2 separate regions of the Ovis aries genome follow, and region 2 is linked to region 1. A link is a contact called in public Hi-C data. All regions are on one chromosome and are shown on one strand. The core of a region is the stretch at or near the end of the contact, and the rest is flanking DNA. Distances in the headings are between cores, read along the strand shown.

What was found. A called contact is a pair of places that touch in the nucleus more often than the background predicts.
Region 2: a contact with region 1 is called in a Hi-C map of liver, with 1.8 times the contacts expected there. The contact joins the enhancer-like site here to the promoter of ARHGAP12 in region 1. A contact is called at or near these places in 3 of 16 Hi-C or Micro-C datasets (liver, skin fibroblasts and tail adipose tissue).

What each region holds. Positions count from the first base shown.
Region 1 is chr13:32,793,600-32,798,121 of ARS-UI_Ramb_v3.0, reverse strand. ARHGAP12 (Rho GTPase activating protein 12) reads right to left here and starts at 1,988. Exons shown (of 15, transcript XM_060397427.1): 1 at 1,844-1,988.
Region 2 is chr13:32,852,300-32,856,394 of ARS-UI_Ramb_v3.0, reverse strand. The region is part of intron 3 of ARHGAP12 (Rho GTPase activating protein 12); the gene reads right to left. Among named protein-coding and RNA genes, the nearest start is that of ARHGAP12, 58 kb to the right of the region's middle. Within about 2 kb of position 1,869, at least 2 of the 54 cell types and tissues checked have an H3K27ac peak or open chromatin away from gene starts, as enhancers often do. A contact at or near this core is called in liver, where this site is marked.

The DNA of each region.
Region 1 (4,522 bases), core at 739-3,238:
CTCCATAAAGTAGGAACAGAAGCCTACCACCCCATACTGGGGCATGCACATGCAATATGGTACATCAGGCTTCATTCAACTCATTTTTCCCCAAAAGAGTCCCTTTCCAGACCAGCAGAGCTTCCTGAAACCAGGAGTCACGCCGACATGCCCAGCTCCTCAGGTTCTTCCAGTTGCCCCACTCAGGGTCAAGTCTTTAGAGACTGGTTCAAGCCAAACTCTGCTCAGAAACATTTCCAAGGCATTTTTTAAAACAGAGAGAAAGAGAGAAACACTGGCCCCAGCAGCCAGACCATCTACTCCGACCAAAAGATAACACAAAAGACATCCTGCCCTGTCAGGCACCCTCCTGCGGATCAGGTAAGGAGCACTGGCTATAGATCCACCTCCAGGCCACCGTTTCCCAGCATCTGGGTATGAAAGAGCCGCGGCCAGGAGCTGGACGTTTTTGAGCCACCCTTCACTGTAACATTCAGAGTCTTCCAAGGTCTCACCTTCAGAAGCTGAGAGGGAGAATTTTAATCAGAATCCGGGTGGACTCTTCATTCAAAGTTCCCTCCTTCCTCCCCGTATTCACCTCCCGTTAGGAACACATGCCTAAATGTTCAAAAAAATCTGCCACCGGGGCTTCTCTGGCGGTCTGGTGGATAAGAATCCGCCTTGCAATGCAGGTGACACGGGTTCGATATCTGGTCCCAGAAGATCCTACAGGCCGCGGAGCAGCTAAGCCCTTGAGACACAACTACCTGCCCCAACTACTGAAGCCCGCACTCTAGGGCCCAGAGGACACAAGAGAAGCCACAGCAATGAGAAGACCACTCACCACAACGAACGGTTGCCCCTGCTTCCCGCAACTAGAGAACGCCTGCGCACAGCAAATGAAGACACAGCACTGCTCAAAATAACGTAAACAAATCTTTTTTTTAATTACCTCCCATGTCTTAATTAACCATAAAGCAACACGAATGTTACCAGCCTGTCCCGACAACAAATACTTCACTTGGAGACACATCAGAACTTTCATACAGCCACGCTTTGAACATGCTCGCCTTCGCAAGTGCCTGGAAAACGGCGGCTGCCGTCAGAAGGAAAACATCACCACGCCTCGAGAATGACCCTGTGGCCTTTTCGTGTCAAAGGGTCTGCGGTAACTTCAGACGCCACACGTCAAGGACAGTCATCCTTAGAAGACAATACACACATACACACACACACACCCCCGAGAAGAGCGCAGAGGGTTTTCTGAAATTAAAAACGGTGGAGGAGAATTCTCGCAGAAGGGCTAGAAAGAAGCAGATGCCCACTGAGCAGGGGCGGGGCACCTCTAGAAGCTGCAGAAGCCCCCATGCCCAGTCTGGGGGATCAATAGCCTTCGAGCAGCCCCAAGTCGGCTCCTGGGGCTGCTGGGCGGGCGGGGGTTGCACCTCCCGCAGCAGTTGAGGAGCGGGCTCGCCGCCGGCGGGAGGCCAGAAAGGAGGGCGGCACCGCCAGCCTTTTACACACACACACACACACGCACACGCACACGCACAGCCCGCCACCCTCCTTCCTGGGGGCGGGGCGGCGGGCACTGCCCTCTCACAGGAAGTCAGGAAACCCGGGGGGCAGAGGAGCCGCAACTTCCAGCCATTTAAAACCCCGTCGCCCACGTCGCCCGAGCGGCCGGCAGCGGCCCGGCGCCTGGACCCCGCCGGCCGCGCCCCCGGCCGCACCTCGCGCACCCCGGCGTCGCCGCGCGCCCGCACACGCCTCCTCCGGCCCCGCAGCCCCGGCCCCGGGCGCCTTTGTGCAGCGCCGCCCCGACCTGCCCTCCGCCCGGGCTCACTCTCCCTACCAACCTCACCGAGGGCCCGGCGGCTTCGCGGGGTGGGGCGGCTCCCTCCTGGCCCGGCTCGGCGGCGGCGGGGCGCCCAGACGAACCTGAAGGGCGCTCACTCAGCGGCGGCCGCGGCCGGCGCGTCCCCGCAGGCGGCTCTCCCGGGGCGGGTGAGTTCCAGGGCACGTCGGAGCGCGCCGGCGCGGGGGCGGGGCGGGGCGGGGCCACGTGACGGGGCGGGGCGCGGCGCACGTGACCGCCAGGCGGGCGCCGGGGGAGCGGGCGGCGTGGATCCGGGAGGAGGAGGGGAGAGGCGGGGGGAGGGGCCGAGGATCGCCCGGGCGCCCGAGCTGCTCGCCGAGGGAGGGGGGCGGTGGAGCTTTTAAACGCCAAGTGGGGAAAGTTGAGGAGAGGCCGGTGGGGAAAACGAGGGAAGGGCGGAAGGAAAACGGCCCGAGTCCTGGGGTGGCAGGAGTGGGGCCCAGGGGAGAAGGGGGCGTGGGCCCGGCTGTCCCCTTTCTCGTCCGGGTAGGAGCGCAGCCTGGCGAGGGTCAGCCTTTCCGGACCCAGAAATCGGAGAAAGTCCCCTCGCGACCTCACCTGACGGAAGGGAACCCTGGAGACCCTGGTCCACAACCCGGTCCCGGACCTTCGCCGAGACCACCCGGCAGAGTGCGAAAACAGCGCGCACACTCCGCGGGCGGGCGGGCGGCTCCAGGGCGGCTTCTGCCATGTGCAAGCCCCGTGGGGGCCACGATGTCATTGCCCAAAGTCACCCCAGCTTGCAGGATGACAGCACGGAATCCAAAAATTGGAGGCATAACAGCTTTCTCTGGGGAGCCTGTGGCGGGAGTTCTGCGGAACTGGGAATCGGGAGAGAGACCTGGCTTCTGCCATTGTCGCTTCGCCCTTCTCGACCTCAGCTGTGAAAGGAGCATGTTGACGAGCCCAAAGCCTCTTTCTATGATTCAAGGACAGAAAAATCACTGCTATGTATTCGGACTGCAGAAAACATTCGTTACTAACCAGTGGTTGATTGTGTCTGTTACGGCGCAGAGATGAAATTTCAATAAAACAAGCAAAAGAAAAAAGGTCAGGGTATGATTCAAGAGCCAGTCTCTGGAACTGGCTCTTTTGTGTTCTTCACATCATGCTTGAAGATGCTGTTGTGTCTGATTTCCCCGTCACAAACTGAACTCCCAGTTATCCTGTAGTGACTGCAAAGAACCCAATGGGATATTGGCAAGACTTTAACAACTGTAGGTTACTGACTTATTATAAAATTAAATCTTAATGGGGGAGCTAAAGTTTTAAGATCTTCTTTTAGGAAGAAAAGGATTTCCTGGAGGTCCAGTGGTTAAGACTCAGCAATCCCTGATCGGGGAACTAAGATCCCACATGCCTGCAGCACAGCCAAGAAAGGAAAAAGAAAGAAAACATGCACAAGCCTGAGGCCATACTTTCTCTGACCATCCACTGGACGATACACCCACTTTCCTTGGCATCACTTGGCCTTTCTGTCTCCCTCACTTTCTAACAAGTAACATTTTGCATGCCCTTGTTCGGCAGACAAGAGTACTGCTGGTGTATGCTTCTGACACTGTTTTCCATAAAACCTCTGGGATCTCTTTATAGAACCAAAACAGGGACAGACAGCAAAAGGGAAACTGTGCCCTGATGGGCATGTGCTGATAACCTTATCTTCCGTGTTTCCCAAGCCTGAGTTGGACACCCGTGGTTTCAGCTTCGGATAGAACTAAACAGTTTGCACACACTTGCTGATCTGCACATAACTCCACTTCCTATTTCACAACCTAGTCTCAGATGCTAACACAATGCCCACAGTATGCTGATCACTACCAACAGCAGATGGAGTCAGATAAAAAGAGCTCTCGCCCAAGTGTGTTGTTTAAAAGGACCTGATGGAAAGCTATGAAATCATATGCAACATTGCCTCTAGTCAGTTTTAAATAACACTGGTAGCATATGTCTGGTGCCTGTGCCCAGGATCACAACAGATCATTTTCAGGATATTGACATTTAACTTGTGTCTTAAGAAGTAGCACAGAGTTCCAAAATGTACGCTTCACAGTGGCAGAGATTTGAGTCTTGATTTGTGTAGGTAGGTAGTTCCAAAAGCCTAAAAGCACTTGGCGTGCAGTAGATGCACAGTAAATTTCTATTGAATGTATTTTTGAATGAAAATGTTCTCTAAGTTGCCAAATAAATTTGTCCTTTCTTCCTTATTCTTTAATAGGTAACCCACTTTGTGCGTTTCTGAATGAAATGAAAAAGGCATAAAATTATATCTGGCCCCACTGCTTTGGCTGAAATATATAGAAAGAAGAATTTGGCAGTGTCTATCAAAATTACAAATGTATGCATACTCTGAGCCTCCCATTTCACCTCTAGGGATCTAGCCCACATATGTAGTTCCACACATGAGAAAGGACAAGGTATTTCTTATCCTTGAAACAGCTTAAATATATCCATCAACAAGACACTAAATTATGATATAACCATACTTTTGACCACTATGTAGCTGTTAACAACAACAACAACAAAAAGTTTGTGTTTTAATATTGAGATTTCTGGGGCTTCCTTGGTGGCTGCATGGTAAAGAATCTGCCTGCCAATGCAGGAGACACAGGTTCGATCCCTGTTCTGGGAAGATCCTACATGCTGTGAAGCAACTGAGCCTGTATT
Region 2 (4,095 bases), core at 620-3,119, 58 kb before region 1:
GGATGGGGGGTAGGGGTGTGTGTGTGTGTGGATGGGGGTAGGGGTGTGTGTGTGTGTGTGTGGATGGGGGGTAGGGGTGGGTGTGGGTGGGTGTGTGTGCGTGGATGGGGGGTAAGGGTGTGTGTGTGTGTGATGCCACCCTCCAGGGGTATGTGTGTGTGCTGCACTGACTATGTGTCTCTGTGTGTGTGTCTATGAAACCAAGGTTGGGGAAATGGTATGGACACTTGTCAGAGAAAATAATGATTTTAGGGACTGCCCTGGTAGTTCAGTGGTTAAGATTCACAATTCTACTGCAGCTACACAGATTCGATCCCTGGTAGGGGAACTAAGGTCCCACAAGCTACATGGCATGGCCAAAAAAACAGAAAACAACCAGCCAATCAAGAAATAATGTTTTTAGAGTGAACTGTCAGACTTAGAGGACGTTCAGCCTGTAGCAAAGGACTTATATTATACTTATCTCCCGTACACAGTCATAAAAAGTGATCTTGTACCTCTAACAAAAACTGAGAAGTATCTTGCCAGTCCCATCAAATCATAAAGAAAAGCATCAAATAACTGGGTTTTTGTTTGGCTAAATCACATCACATATTTTCTCCCCTTCTTTTTCTAAAAAATCGTAACTGCTTTGGCAACAACGATGACTGGATTAGTATCTTCTAGCATGTGAGGGAAATCAAGGGCAATAGGCAGCATTAACCCAGTAAACTCTAGACAAGTAAGCATGCCACAGGGCTAGCTGCTGTCTGTCTATACACTAGGAAGCAACAAGCAGTAATATGATAAAACTTGGAAAGAAGATTTAGTATCTTTGAGATTTCAAAGGTTAGAAGCAAACCTATTTACTTCTCTGAGAAACGAAAAGAGAAGAAGCTCCGTAACTCACTGGTTGACCCCCTAGCTCCTCATACCTCTTGATCCCCTGGACTCTGGGAATCTCCTTTGCTTGCGTTCGTATCTCGAGTCCAACGAGGGGGTTTCCAAGTTCTTTCCTGTGTACCTCTGTTATAGTAATAACAACGCCCTGAACTATCTTTATGAGTTTCCCATTCTCCATTAATCTGAATTGCTGGGCTTCCGGGGACCGGGGGAAGAGCCGACTGGGATATCTTCAGTTCCTGCAGGTTAGCGTAGACGGGAGAATCAGGTCGCCCTTGATTTGGAGGTGTCGTTGCCTATGAAAGATTTGAAATATCCATGTTTACACATGTATAATGCTGATAAATAAAAATTAAATAAAACATGAGACTTATAAACATAAATACAAATTCATTTTAAAACATATATGGAGGGGTATATATATATTCCTTTAAAGGAAATGAGAATTTAAGTTTTAATGTTCATAGTTTGAAAAAATAAGAATTTAACAGTTTTAATATTCATAGTTTGAAAAACAAACATAAAAGCTTTCAGAAGACCCCAGAGTGCACTTAATCACTTCCCCTCACCCTGAGAGCACACTCAACTAGAAGTCAGGAGCAGTGGGCTCCAGTTTAAGATCTGGCCTGACAAGCTGCAAAACCACAGATCAGATCACTTCATCTCTATGAAATAGAACTGTTTAATCTCTGTAAGTGAAGAAATTGGATTAAACCACTTAGGTCTCCACTGGCTCTAAAACTAAATGATTTTTAAGCAATTTTTAAAATACAAAAAGTCTTACACAGAAGTCAGCACTTACTCAAAAAACTATGAAAAAATTTTATATCCTAAGCTCTCATATTAAATCAAGAATATAAGTAAAAGATAAAGGCGATACAGTAGTACTTCAGCCAAGAATTTACCACATACCACTCCTCCTCAGACATAATTTCTCAGTGCGTGTGCGTGTGCACGTGTGTGCTCAGCTGCTCAGTTGTGCCCGGCTCTTTTTGACCTTACGGACTGTAGCTTGCCAGGCTCCTCTATCCATGGGATTTTTCAGGCAAGAATATTGGACTGGGCTGCTATTTCCTTTTTCCAACGAATGTTCCCAACTCAGGGATCCAACCTGCGTCTCTTGTGTCTCCTGCATTGGCAGGCGGATTCTTTACCACTGAGCCACCTGGGAAGCCTGTTTCTCAGTAGCCCTAAACAAATCTTTACTCTCTTCTTAGTTTATTTATATGTGAAATTCCTAAGAGCAGAAAAAAACTAGCTGTAACTCTGATTTACATGCTTATTTAATTTCAACTTTCAGTTTTACATTTATTTGTAAATGTCTCACTAGATGTCAGTCAAGAGCAGAATACTCTTCACACACTTTGCATAAGGACCTTGTAAACTGTACTGTTAGAGTTATAGCTGCTGAAAGAATAAGCACACATCTAAGAACACATTTTTATGTTGGGTGTTTGTGTATATTAGCTTTCCTTTTACAACAGAGTTTCTCAGCCTTGGCATCACTAACATTTAGGGACAGATCCTTTTTTATAGGAGGCTATCCTGTGCAGTACATTATGTCCACTAGCACCTCCGGCCTCCACCTACTCAATGATAGTGGTTTCCTCCCACTGTGACAATTAAAGAGTCTCCAGATGCAGCCAAATGTTCTGTGGGGACATCACTGCCCCTGGGTGAGAACCACTGCTTTGCCATATTAATCTGAGAACCACTCAGATGTCCCATTACTTCTACAATATACCAGAGTTTTATGAATATCTGAAAACAGTGAATTTTTTAAAAGGGGGAAATGTGAATGTATATACTGAATCAATTTGATTGAAATTAAAGCTCTTTAACTTCTAAAATATCATTTACTTATAAATTAATTATAATGACTCTAAATCACAGAATAAGCTTTAAAAAAAAGAAAATAGTAAAAATAACCCAAGACATGAATACATTTACAAAATGGTTACCTTTGGTCTTTTTACACATGGTAATTATGCAAATACTCTATTGAGTGATACTAATGAGACCATTTTCCTATAAAGGTCAGCTTAGAATTCAGACTATCACCAAACAGCATCTTTCTATGAAGAAAATCTATCCATGAAGACAGATTTCCATGTATTTCATTTCCAGACTAATTCCATATCCTGTTGAATTAGCCAGGGTAACAATGCTTCTCTGACTAAAACAAACTCTGTTAATATAACAAACAATTCTACATAGTAAATCACTTTCTAGAAACTTATCTGGAGAATTCAACAAGAGTTAAAGAAGCTCTTTGCCCCTGGTACTTTACTAGACTTGGGGAAATAAAGATGCCAAGAAATAGCCATTTTCTAAATAATTTTATGACACATGCTACTAGAGCTTTAAGAAATAACTAATTAACTAATTTCTGTTGTTAAGACAACTCAGTTTTTCCAATTTAAATAAAAAGTGAAATGCTTTAACAAGTTTATAACGCTAGCATAATTCTAGCAGAGAACTAAGTGAAATAAAAGTATAAACCAATTTTACTTAAAAATGGAAATGAAAATATACTCAATAAACCATTAGCACTCAAATCTAGCACTGCATTAAATAAATCAGGAAAAAGGAGAAATGTTGAGGATCTGTCTTCAGAAAATCTATTACTGTAATTCTTTGCATTAATATATTAACTTGATCATCACTGATGCCAACCAAGTTACTGATAAAATTCAACATGGATTAAGGATAAAACTCTTAGCAAGTGAATAGGTGATGCCCCCTTAAAATAACTTTACAAGTTATTCAAAATAAACATCATACTCAGCAAAGTACCGCTAAGAAAGTAGCATTTCATTAAAGTCCAGAATAATTCCAGGATGCCAAATATCACTGTTTTTATTCAACAAATGTACTAAGATAGGAAATGTACTAAGACCCAAAAAAATAAGTGAACTCCTAAGTACTCGAAGGAAAACAACCCTGATATTTGTCACTGATGTAACCAATATTTGAAAACCTAAGCCTATGAAAAGTACTAAGAAGTTTAGTAAGTTGGCCAGATAAGATGATCATTTGGTCAGTTCCCAACAGATGAGCAATGACAAATTAGAAAATATAACAGAATTTTTTAAATCTCATCTACACTAAGAGAACTGTTAAAACACAAGTAAGCTTTAAAAAAAAAAAAAAAAAGGAATACTTATACAACTTTCCTCAAGGACCAAAAATTATATTAATACTTACATGGTA